Linked DNA regions of Mustela erminea: region 2 is linked to region 1. A link is a contact called in public Hi-C data. All regions are on one chromosome and are shown on one strand. Each heading gives the region's core, a stretch centred on a gene start, on an enhancer-like site or on the middle of the called end of the contact. The rest is flanking DNA. Distances are from core to core; before and after follow the strand shown. Region 1 holds the start of ABHD10 (mycophenolic acid acyl-glucuronide esterase, mitochondrial). Region 2 holds the start of PLCXD2 (PI-PLC X domain-containing protein 2).

Region 1 (5,261 bases), core at 726-3,225:
CTTGTCTGTACTGTACTTTGTAGGATTATAAAGATGTTCGAATCAGCATTATATCTTGCATGATGTAGTAAACCTTTTAAAACGTGTGTTAAAATATGTTGAGTATGGATTAAAATGTTGACCAGATTCCACATTTGAAAATAAACTCATCTCTCATGAGGCAGTTACCTGTTGGTGACATGACAGGGGGTGGATTAATCAGCAAAAATCAATTGTGAATCTCCACAAAAGTTGTGTGTTCACATTATGATTTGTAGTTTTATAAATCGAAGTAATTCTGAGTCTCTCTGGTCACATTCCTGCTGCTAACAAAGTGAGATAACCCCTGACAAATCTGACATCTTACTGTCTTTTTACAGAGATGCAGTTATTACTGGGGATTGCAAGGACTGTGCCTACTTTTCCAGCAGGGAAAAAATCATGCAGATGTGAATTAAGGGCTTTACTTGATAGTGACTCATTTGTCTCCCTGGGCTAAGGCAGCAGATTTCAGAGAGAGAAATGGCCCTGTACAATATGTCCTATCAATAACTCCTGTTAAGGAATGCAACATTGACAGTGGGTATGGAAACAGATTAGTTTACTTCAAGCCCATCACTGTGGGTAAAAGCATCTTCACTTGACCTAGTCACAAGTTTTCCTGATTTGTTATACTTATAAGGGTGTGTAAAGAAAACAGTCCATGTACAGTGCTTTTCCCATTAGGGAAACAAGTCAGATTTTTTTTTTCATTTTGCTGCACATAAAATACAAGATTTGCAAAAATAAAGGGAGAGAATAAGGAAAGGAATGATTGAGAATATTTGCAATTATCAAAAGGGTCCTGGGATCGAGCTCTGCATCCGGCTCTCTGCTCGGCAGGGAGCCTGCTTCTCCCTCTCTCTCTCTGCCTGCCTCTCTGCCTACTTGTGATCTCTCTCCGTCAAATAAATAAATAAAATCTTTTTAAAAAAAAAAAAGCACAGTGAGAAATGTTGATTATTAAGATACAAGCGATAGTGAAGTGATGTGCATTGTGTATTATCTTACTGATTTAATTCCTCTGTAGTTTACAACAGGCCTAATGGAGAATTGGCGAAATAGTTTACCAGCTTTTGGAGTACAACCTGAAATCAAGCAGCCCTCCTTGCATCTATTTCTGGCACTATACCACTCAAGAAAGTATTTAATTTTTATTTAACCAAGTTTTTCAGTATGTTCCAATAAGACAGGTTCTCAAGACATACCAAAGATAGACTGATTCACTGTATCCAACTTTGCCTCTAACTCTAGGACCAATCATTGCTCCAAAATTTATGACCAACATATAAAGTGGCTTTACTTAAGTATTATACCAACCACGGTAACCTGAAGTAGAAAAAAAGAAGATCTTACGCGATGATGCTCTTTACCCCCAGGATTAATTGGAAGGGTCCCAGAGCTAAAATTCAGAAACCCCCATGGCAATTGAATGACTATTCAACTATTTTTCTATTATTGACTACTCCATTTTTTTCTTCTGCTTCCTTCTAAAACTGGTGCAGATAAAAATTTAGCAGATAAAATCTGCTAAAAATTTAGCAGATAATATACAGCCTTATGAACTAGTGTTGTTTTCTACAGGAGAGTCGCAAAGTGGGGCCACTGGGTCAAGGGCACTGAAAATGATGCATATTTTATAAATCCTAAAAGATGTGGCGAGATTACCTGACAGAAGAGTTTAGCAGCTGACCCCTAAACCCTACGCGAGTGCCAGTTTCCCAGCGTCCTTGCCAATAGTTGCTCTTTTTAATTTTTGCAAATCTGATGTGTGAGAAAAGTAACGTTATTTTTTCAATTAGTGAAGTTGAATATCTTCACGTATGAACTGCCTATTCACAGATATCGACTAACTCCTTGAAATTATAGATTTTTTTTCCCGTTTTTTTCTAGGAGCAGGCTGAATAGAAGTATTAACATTCTGTTACCTGTTCTGTAAAATCAGTTTTTCTAGACTCCCATTTGACTCAAGATGACTTTTGCCATTCAAGAAGTTGAAATTCATATACATTTTTAAATGAATTTAGTTTCATATCTTGCTTAAGAGAGTCCCTTCTATCCCCAAACTATAAAATATTCTCTGTACTTAAATCCTCTCAATTTTATTTTTCCGTTGAGATCGTTTATCTACTGGGATTTATTTTTGCACATAACACGAGGCAGGGAACGGAATAATTTAAAAAAAAAAAAAAAACTGCCAGGCATCCGAAGAGCTTAAGCAAAATCGAAGGAGCGGTGGACAAGTACGCTCTGGGTATTTCTGCAAGCAGGATTAAGGTCAGATCTTGGAAGCATTTCCGGTATGCTTAAAACTATCAGGGCGGGAGAGCGATTTATAATGCAAGGAGTCTAGCTAGCATTTTATGCTTCCGCTCCCCAGTGTCCTCGGGATGATCAGACGGTTTCCTATCTAGGAACGTTGGATACGGATTCTCTCCGCACCCTCAGCGACGGAATATCTATCTGCTCATTAAAAAAGCCACCTACTGAGGTCAATCAAAACATTCCGGGCCATCAAGGGCAAAAACTGCCGGAGAGAATCAGCTGTCCAATAGTGAGGGGAGGGCAAGCGGGACGACGCTCTGCGCATGTGCGCTCTCTGTTGAAACTCTCCCGGGGTGCTCTTTAGCAAGTCCGGGCTTCCGGCCGGTGGCGCATGCGCAGCCTAGTTATTGCGCTGAGCGACTCTGTAGGTCAGCTCGGTGCTCAGGGCCCTCTGGGAAGATGGCCGGAGCCGGCATGGCGTCTCTGGGCGCCTGGGTACCTTGTCGGAGGTGGAGCAAAGCGGCCGTCTTTGGCTTCCACCGTGGCTTCACCGCATTATTCAAAAGGAAGCTCGAGGGGACGCCACGGTGGCTCCCAGGTCAGTGGCCGAAAGGCGGGAGAAGTACGCGTTCTTTCGAACATCGGGTTTAGTCCGTTCCTGTCTAGTGCGTTTTTGGCGCCCTATTTAAAAATGTTCATCCCCATTCTTAGTATCCTTGTTTTAGGCACTTTCAGCAATTCTGGTGGAGGTAGTAGGAAGACCTCTTCTTGGCCCTGGGTACCCTGCCCAGCCCCGGCCCTTGCTGGCGTTTTCCGCTTTGCAGTTTCAAGATGCTACCCTGCCCGTCTCCCCGCGTTAAGCGCCAACACCGGGAAATATTAAGATGTGCGTTTATTAGTTGCTTTTTCTGTCTTTTCTCTTCAGGTCTAAGGGGTTTACAAATCTTGACTCTGTTAGGATGCTTAGACCTGCCTTTGCTTCACTAGAGGGAATTGACGATATGAACTTTTTTGTTGTTGCAAAAGTGTAGATTCGGTCATCCAGCCTAATTTCTGATTTTGCCTTTTCGATATTCCCAGCTCAGTGAAAACCGTAATCATTACTCAAAAAAGGAAACTAGAATTTGGACAAAAAATGAGGGCATCTGAGTATTTTCTTTATCTTGTATTTGATTGTTCACCGTACCACCCTACCCTCAGTATATGTAGTCTGTCTTTCTGAATTTTGTCTTTTTATTCTCCGGCTGTGTTGTTTACACCTTTGCCATAGAAGCTGCCGGGTGCGCTGTGCTTGCAATAGAGACGTCATTGCTGACACCCTTAGTTTTAGTTAAAATTTTAAGTGTGTATAATCAGTGTAACTTACATTTAATTGGATACAACCTAAAGGCTTGTTGTATATAAGTTCCTCCAGCGAAGTACAGTATGTGTCAGTTCATTAACTAGATTGTAATACTCTCCTTGGCACACCATTAAGGACTTAGCTTCAGGCTTTGAGCTAATCCTTGTAGTATAATAAGATCATTTATGGGTGTCATATTAAGAACTGTCCACTTACAACTCACCAAAATGAAGTAAATTGTAATTGTCTTTGGAAGAAATTCCTGTTTGGGGCAGTAATATCAAGAAGAAGGTAGGAGGGATATTTTTGAGCACCGGAAGGGAATGGGAAGTTGACATTTTTGCAAATACAGTCTATCAGCTAACATAACTGGCCCCTGTTAGCCCTGGTTTTCACTAAAAGTTTTAAATTTGGCATATTTCACTATACTCGGAAACTTTGAAACACACTAGTATGTAATAGGGATAGCGTTAGGGCTTTAGTTCAGTTTTTAAAATTCAACTTCTTGGGCTGCCTGAATGGCTCAGTTGATAGAGTGTAGAACTCTTAATCTCAGGTTTGTGTGTTTAAGCCCCACTTGGGGCAAAGAGCCTACTTAAAAAAATCAGTCTCAAATCAAAAATGAAGGGAGCTTTTATTAACTCACACGGAGGGGGCCAAGATGTTTTCATTGGCCACAGTAAAGGAGAGGAAGGCTTCATTTAATGCAGGAGATTTTGTTGGTCCAGAAAAAAACTGTAAGGAAATACACAAAACTATTTTTTTTAGATTTATTTATTTACTGAGAAACCACGAATGTGAGTATGCGTGTGTGCACATATGTGGGGGCAGACTCTAGGTTCATCACAGAGCCAGATGCTGAGCTCCATCTCACACCCAAGGTCATGACCTGGGCTGAAATCAAAGAGTTGGATGCTTAACCCAGCGCCCCATTAACCTAATTTCTTTGGAAGGAGGAGGTAGGATTGTAAATGACTTAATGTTCTTTAAATACCTTTTTACTTTTTTTTTTTTTTTTTAAGAGCAAGTATAGATTTTATGGTGGGAAAAATCTTCAAAAACGATGAAACAATGAGTAACTTTGTAAAGTTTGCCAGTTGTACTGTTGTACTTAAATTGCATGAAGATCTGTGTAGCTTTTTCAAAAAGCCAAACCAACAAATAAAACATGCAGTGATTGCAGAACCCTATGAGAAATCTTTTTCCAAAAATGGTACTATTACAAATTATTCAAGGTTACTTGTAAAGAAACTGCTCATTGAAGCCACCTCAGGTAATAGAGAGTCATGCTTGGCTGTTAACCATGGCCCCTGATTTTGTGGGTGGCAAGGGAGCCAGTGGTAAAAGTAGCATACCAGCACCCCCACCTTTGGAACAATTTCTCAAGGGCAGACCAGAGTTGTTTCTTCCTCTCTATACCAAACAGTAAAGGATGTGAAACTCCTCAAACATAGACAAAATTCAAAAGAAAATCATACAAGAAAAGGCTAAAATTAGTGTAGATAAATCTGAACGTTGATACTATTTAGGAGAGATGATACAGCAGCAACAGGAAAACATTTTTTACAAGTCTTTATCTTTTATTGCCTTGAAATTTCCTCCTCATTTCGTATTTTGAAAGAATCAGGATTGGACC
Region 2 (5,261 bases), core at 1,357-3,856, 280 kb before region 1:
CATTTCAAAAGTAGATGTTGGGATATTGCTTTACGGAGTGATTTTTTTATGAGGAATAAAAAATGTGAACTCTAGGGGCACCTGGGTGGCTCAGTGGTTAAACATCTGCCTTCTGCTCAGGTCATGATCCCAGGGCCCTGGGATTGAGACCAGCATCATGCTCCCTGCTCAGCAGGAAGCCTGCTTCTCCCTTTCCCACTCCCCCTCCTTGTGTTCCCTCTCTCACTGTGTCTTTCTCTGTCAAATAAATAAATAAAATATTAAAAAATTTTTTTTTAAAATGTGAACTCAAACACGTGCCATGGTGTACTTGGAAAAAAGAGCACTATATTGAAGTGCGCTTTAAACCCCAGAAGATACATGATGAACACTTTCTTTTTATTAACGATGGGATACTCCTCCAGGAAAACAAAAACAAAAATTTCCTGTAATACCAGGCAGCTCAAAGGACTGAAAAGCAGGTTCAAATGAATGTTAAGAATAACCTGGAAGAGGAAAAGGGGACTGTTATGCCCGAGTTTTCATGTCCGAGAGACCACCAAGGAGCCAAGCACCGATGCAATCACACGAGGGTTTATTTGACAAGCTTAAGCTTGGGCCCAAGTATACCCGACACAGCAGAGTAGGGACTTGGACCTGGAACCAGATTACAGTCAGAGTTTTTAAAGGCAGAGTAGGGGTGGACTCGGTGGTGGGTGAGGACAAAGGGGATTAGGGATGGCATAAGTCTCTAAGGAATTTTGAAAGCAAGGTCTCCAGGATCTTGGGGGACTAGCTATTGTTGGGAGAAGGGTTATTTATTACCAATAAAAATCTTCTCATGAGACCCTTTAGATGTGTATCAGTGGGCCATATACTTGGGAATGATTCTTGACACTATCTTGGAGGTTTAGAGATAAAGGAATTGTTAAAGTAGACTTACAGAATCCTACTCGGATCTGTTGGGGTAGAGGGTTGGTGAGGCTAGGATTGTCCTTCGCAAAACCTCAAGGTGAGGGCAGTTAAGTCCCCAGGGGAGAGCCACTCTGTCTGTTTCAAGAGCTTGTCAGTAGGTAAGGAATTTTAATGATTTTCTTCTGCCTCTGTTTCCCACATCAGCTAAACCTGAGGTGGGATAGCCTTAATTTTCTCGGCCTCCACATTTCCCCCTGAACAATTTTGACCCTTAAATCTTTAAGGTTGCTGAAGGTGGAAGGTCTCATCTTCTCTAACTTCTTCCTGCTGAGTAGGGGCATAGAGTTGTCCCTGCCTGCTCGGGTCAACATTAATCAGTTGGGGAATGTGTAGGGGACTTATTATGAAAGACAGAGGCAGCTGAGTCCAGGGGTTTAAATCAATTATTAGAGAAGAGAGGGACTGTTTAAAGTGCTAACCTGAGTAGGTCAGAACCCAAGAAATATTTTGATAATCTGGAATATCAAGATGGCTGTACAGGGCTAGACTCGTAGGTACAGCCTTGTTTTTCCTGGCCTCCAAAGGGACAATATGAGCAGGAGTTATGTGCATTGAGTGGTGTCTAGGGCACAGGCATTGCAGGGGCCTGTGGAGTTACCCTGGAGTTGAAGTGGGCTGGTCAGTGATTGGATGTCAGACTTTACTTTTCTCTTAGCAAAGCCTGCTGCTTGCTTTTCACATAAGCCCCTCCTGAGTCACCCAGGAGCTGCCTGACCTGAAGCCCTCCAGGACCCCACTATCAAGGTCCTGGGTGGAGGCATTCTGATTTTGCCTGTTGGTCAGGATGTTTCTGATTGTTGCTGTGCAAAGTTCTCATACCATTAGAGACCCTGTAGTATACCACCATGAAAAAGTACCATTTGAAGGAGTAGGGAATATTGCAGAAAGCAGGGAAATGAGTTTGTGTGCCTACAGACCTCTGGATTTGAGGGTTTCCTTTTAAAATGGCATTTCCAAATAGCGCCAGCTGCTCTCTGAACGCCTCAGAACTTCCATTTCATGTGTGAAAAGGGCATCCTATCCACCACCCGCCCTGCCCTATGGGGGCCCTGTGAAGATCAAATGGGACAAAGAATTTGCAAGAAGGTTTCAAATACCTGAGTAATACAAATAGAAGTCATCATTATTCCTTCCTCTGTAAGAAGGGGGTAAGAGGTGTGTAAGTAAATCTTCATTATGTAACTGCTGAAACAAACCATCCTAGAGGTTGTCATCCAAATATGATATATTTCACCTTTCTCAGCCTTCTTACTCCCCCTATTTCTGCCTCCTCTGTGGTTTATTAAAATGTAATACATTCTATGTGATTGTCATTTTGTGTGTGTGTGTGTGTGTGTGTGTGTGTGTGTAGAGGAAAGACACAAGGAAAGAAACATCATCTGTGGTCGTATACAGCATCTGAGCGCTGGCTTCCAGGAAGGCCAGAGGAAGGACGCTTCTTGAGGTCCCAGGACTAGCCCCCAAGTTCCCCCGCCCGCAGTCCCCGCGGCGGCGCCCGCCTTCCTCCAGCCCGGCTGGAGTAACGGAGGGAGGGGACTGGGCCGCGGAGGGGGTGGGAGCGCTCCGAGGGGCAGCCCGGACGGACGCCGGCCAATCGGAGCGCGCTCCGCCAGCGGCCAATCACGGGCCGCGTAGCCCGGCAAATCTGCCCGGCAGTGCGGGGCGGGGCTGCCGGAGTCCGGGTGCCGCCGGTTACACTTCTGAGCGCCTTCGGGAAGCCACAGGGCAGGGGGAGTGTGTGCTGAGAAGCGGGGGGAGGAGGAGGAGGCAGGCCCAGCTTCTGGGCCAGCCCCGTGACACACAGACAGGCATAAATCCGGCTGGTGATGTTGCGTCCGGGCGCTCACGTGTGTAGAGACCCACCGGCTTGTCCGTACGCCGTAAGGGCACCTGTCGTGTGAGTGGCTCCGGGCGTGGCTGCTCGCCGGACGTTCAGTTTCTGTAAGATTGCTCTCTAGGGGCCTACCTAACCCCCGCTCCAGAGGGGGAACCTAAGAAGTTTAACGGAGCCGGGTCTGAGCAGATTAAGGGAGTGGAACAGCGGCTGGGCCGGAGAGGGTGGGGACTGCGGGGGCTGGGGGGTAGGGAACCACCTACTTGCCCCGTCTACCCGGCAGAAAGGTCTTTTGGCAAGACTGGCTTGACAAAGATGGCCCTGGAATGTCTAGAGTCCGGGCCGTGATGATCCCTGAGTGAGTGGCACCGGGCTGCGCCTGGGCAGTTTGTTGACTGACAAAGAGGGATGCTAGCAGTTAGGAAGGTAAGGAGGAAACTCAGGATGGGGACCATCTGCTCCCCCAACCCCAGCGGGACAAAGACATCATCGGAGGTCTGCAATGCCGACTGGATGGCCTCGCTCCCCCCTCACCTCCACAACGTCCCCCTTTCCAATCTGGCAATCCCAGGTACTCTTCTATTCCTACTTGTTCCCACTGTGTTTGCTTCTGCCATTTTAGTGTTGTTATTATTAATGGATTGGGTTGCTTTTCTGTTGTGCTGAGAAAATAATTGTCAGTGACCTTACTAAACGTTTTTATTTCCAACCAAAAACTTAACACTGAAGCAGCTGCTGTAAACAGATTTAAGTACACTGCATCATTGGCAAAAGGGGCTTGGGAGAATGGAAGCACCATTTTTTTTTTGTTTATTTGCATCTTTTTGTTTGTGTTTTGTTTTTACTTGGTAGCCTCATTCTAAGAATGTTACATCCCTAATGTTGGAACCAGGCCATGTGAGTACCTGAATCACTTAAAGAAAAAAGGAGAGCTCATGAGTAATGAATAAAAGGTCATTAACGATTTTCAATCTGGATCAAAATTAAAACTGAAAAGTATTTTCTTTCTCATTAATTTAACCTTGCATATAGGAAAAACAAATAAACAAAGATTAGCATTAGATAACAGGTTCAGAACCAGGACTGAGTATAAAGACACATATTTTTGCTGTTGGAAAAGCCAGATATAGAGAATGCAAATGCTCATCAGAGGTCACAGGCAGTCATTAGGTGTGATGAGGTGGTGTTTGAAGATTTGTCTATATATATATACAGGTGTCTGCCTGACTGATCTAGAACCAGAGCATTGAAAAACACTTCTCCTCCAGCCACAGTTTCTATCCTAGGGGTTTTATGCCTTGGAATCACTCTCATTAAATTGTTAAATGTGTCCTCTTCCTTCCACTCAAAAGCTGGCTAGAACATGGTTTCTAGGGAGGGCCATTTGGACTACAGTGATCTTGGACTGCTGTGCTGGGCAAAGTCCCAGACGCCTGTACTTGAAAAGCACCCCTCGGAGCAGGGGATGGACTACTGCCAATGTTTTCTCTCACCTGGAGACATAACAATTGATGTTGAGCCCTAGACTTCCAGACAAACTCGCAAGCATCCCTGGGAGCAGTCTGATTTTTGTGCATGACCTCATGCAACCCAGATCTTTGCTTTCTATGCATGAGGAAGAGCAGAGCTGGCTTCAGATGCAGCCTTTTCCTTACTCGCCTCTTCTTTTGGAGGTCTTCCAGGTTCATTGTCCTTATGGGCTCTTGCTGCTTTTGAGCAAGGAGAGGGCTGCTAAATCTCTTTATAGTTATGATCACTTGTGTTTTATCAGCCATTGACTATAGTTCCTTGGGAAATGCCAGATGGTCATGCCTCAGAACAGGTCTTTTCCATGTTTAATTGATGCCTGTGGAGTCATCACTGAAATGATGCACGGGCTTCTTTTAACATTAGTCATCTGTCTTCAGGCTTTCCGGTGGAATTGTTTGGTCAGGTGGTATGGCAGGTAGTGTGTGTTTGCAAACAGCATGGCATCTTAGGCAGGCCCTAAATGACTCTGTCATTCAGGGCATGTCCGGGCTTCCTCCTTCCTGTTGTACTTTGGACGGACAGATCAGACCACAGCCCCAGCTCTGCCAGTGGCTTGGATATGTGCTCTGACACCACGACTCCTGAAAGGAGCTGGGCATTTGTTCTACCATCTATAGGGTATCTCACAGTTACTAGAATTGCCAGGGGAAGTGGGCAAATAGCCGGAGTCTGCTGCTGTAACTGGAAATGCTGTGATTAGTCACTATGGAGGACATAGGAATTTGTTCACCCTGCTTTGTGAAGTCTGGTCCTTCTATGTAAATGAAAGGAAAAAAAAAAAAAAAGGAAGAAAGAAAGAAAAAAAATGACCTTGACTCCTCAACATGCTGAATTCATTTCTGTGAATGTCCTTTTCCCAGCAGTGGAAGGGGCATGAGCGTATATATGTATGAGCTCAACACAGGAAAGTCACATGTAAGTGCTAGCCACTTATGGACGCCTC

What was found. A called contact is a pair of places that touch in the nucleus more often than the background predicts.
Region 2: a Hi-C map of spleen shows a contact between it and region 1, with 2.8 times the contacts expected there. The contact joins the promoter of PLCXD2 here to the promoter of ABHD10 in region 1. A contact is called at or near these places in 2 of 3 Hi-C or Micro-C datasets (skeletal muscle and spleen).

Annotation. Positions count from the first base shown.
Region 1 is chr1:161,733,492-161,738,752 of mMusErm1.Pri, reverse strand. ABHD10 (mycophenolic acid acyl-glucuronide esterase, mitochondrial) reads left to right here and starts at 1,975. Exons shown (of 5, transcript XM_032349314.1): 1 at 1,975-2,881. The coding sequence starts at 2,743.
Region 2 is chr1:162,014,906-162,020,166 of mMusErm1.Pri, reverse strand. PLCXD2 (PI-PLC X domain-containing protein 2) reads left to right here and starts at 2,606. Exons shown (of 5, transcript XR_004287157.1): 1 at 2,606-3,359. The region is part of intron 2 of LOC116594339 (a long non-coding RNA gene); the gene reads right to left.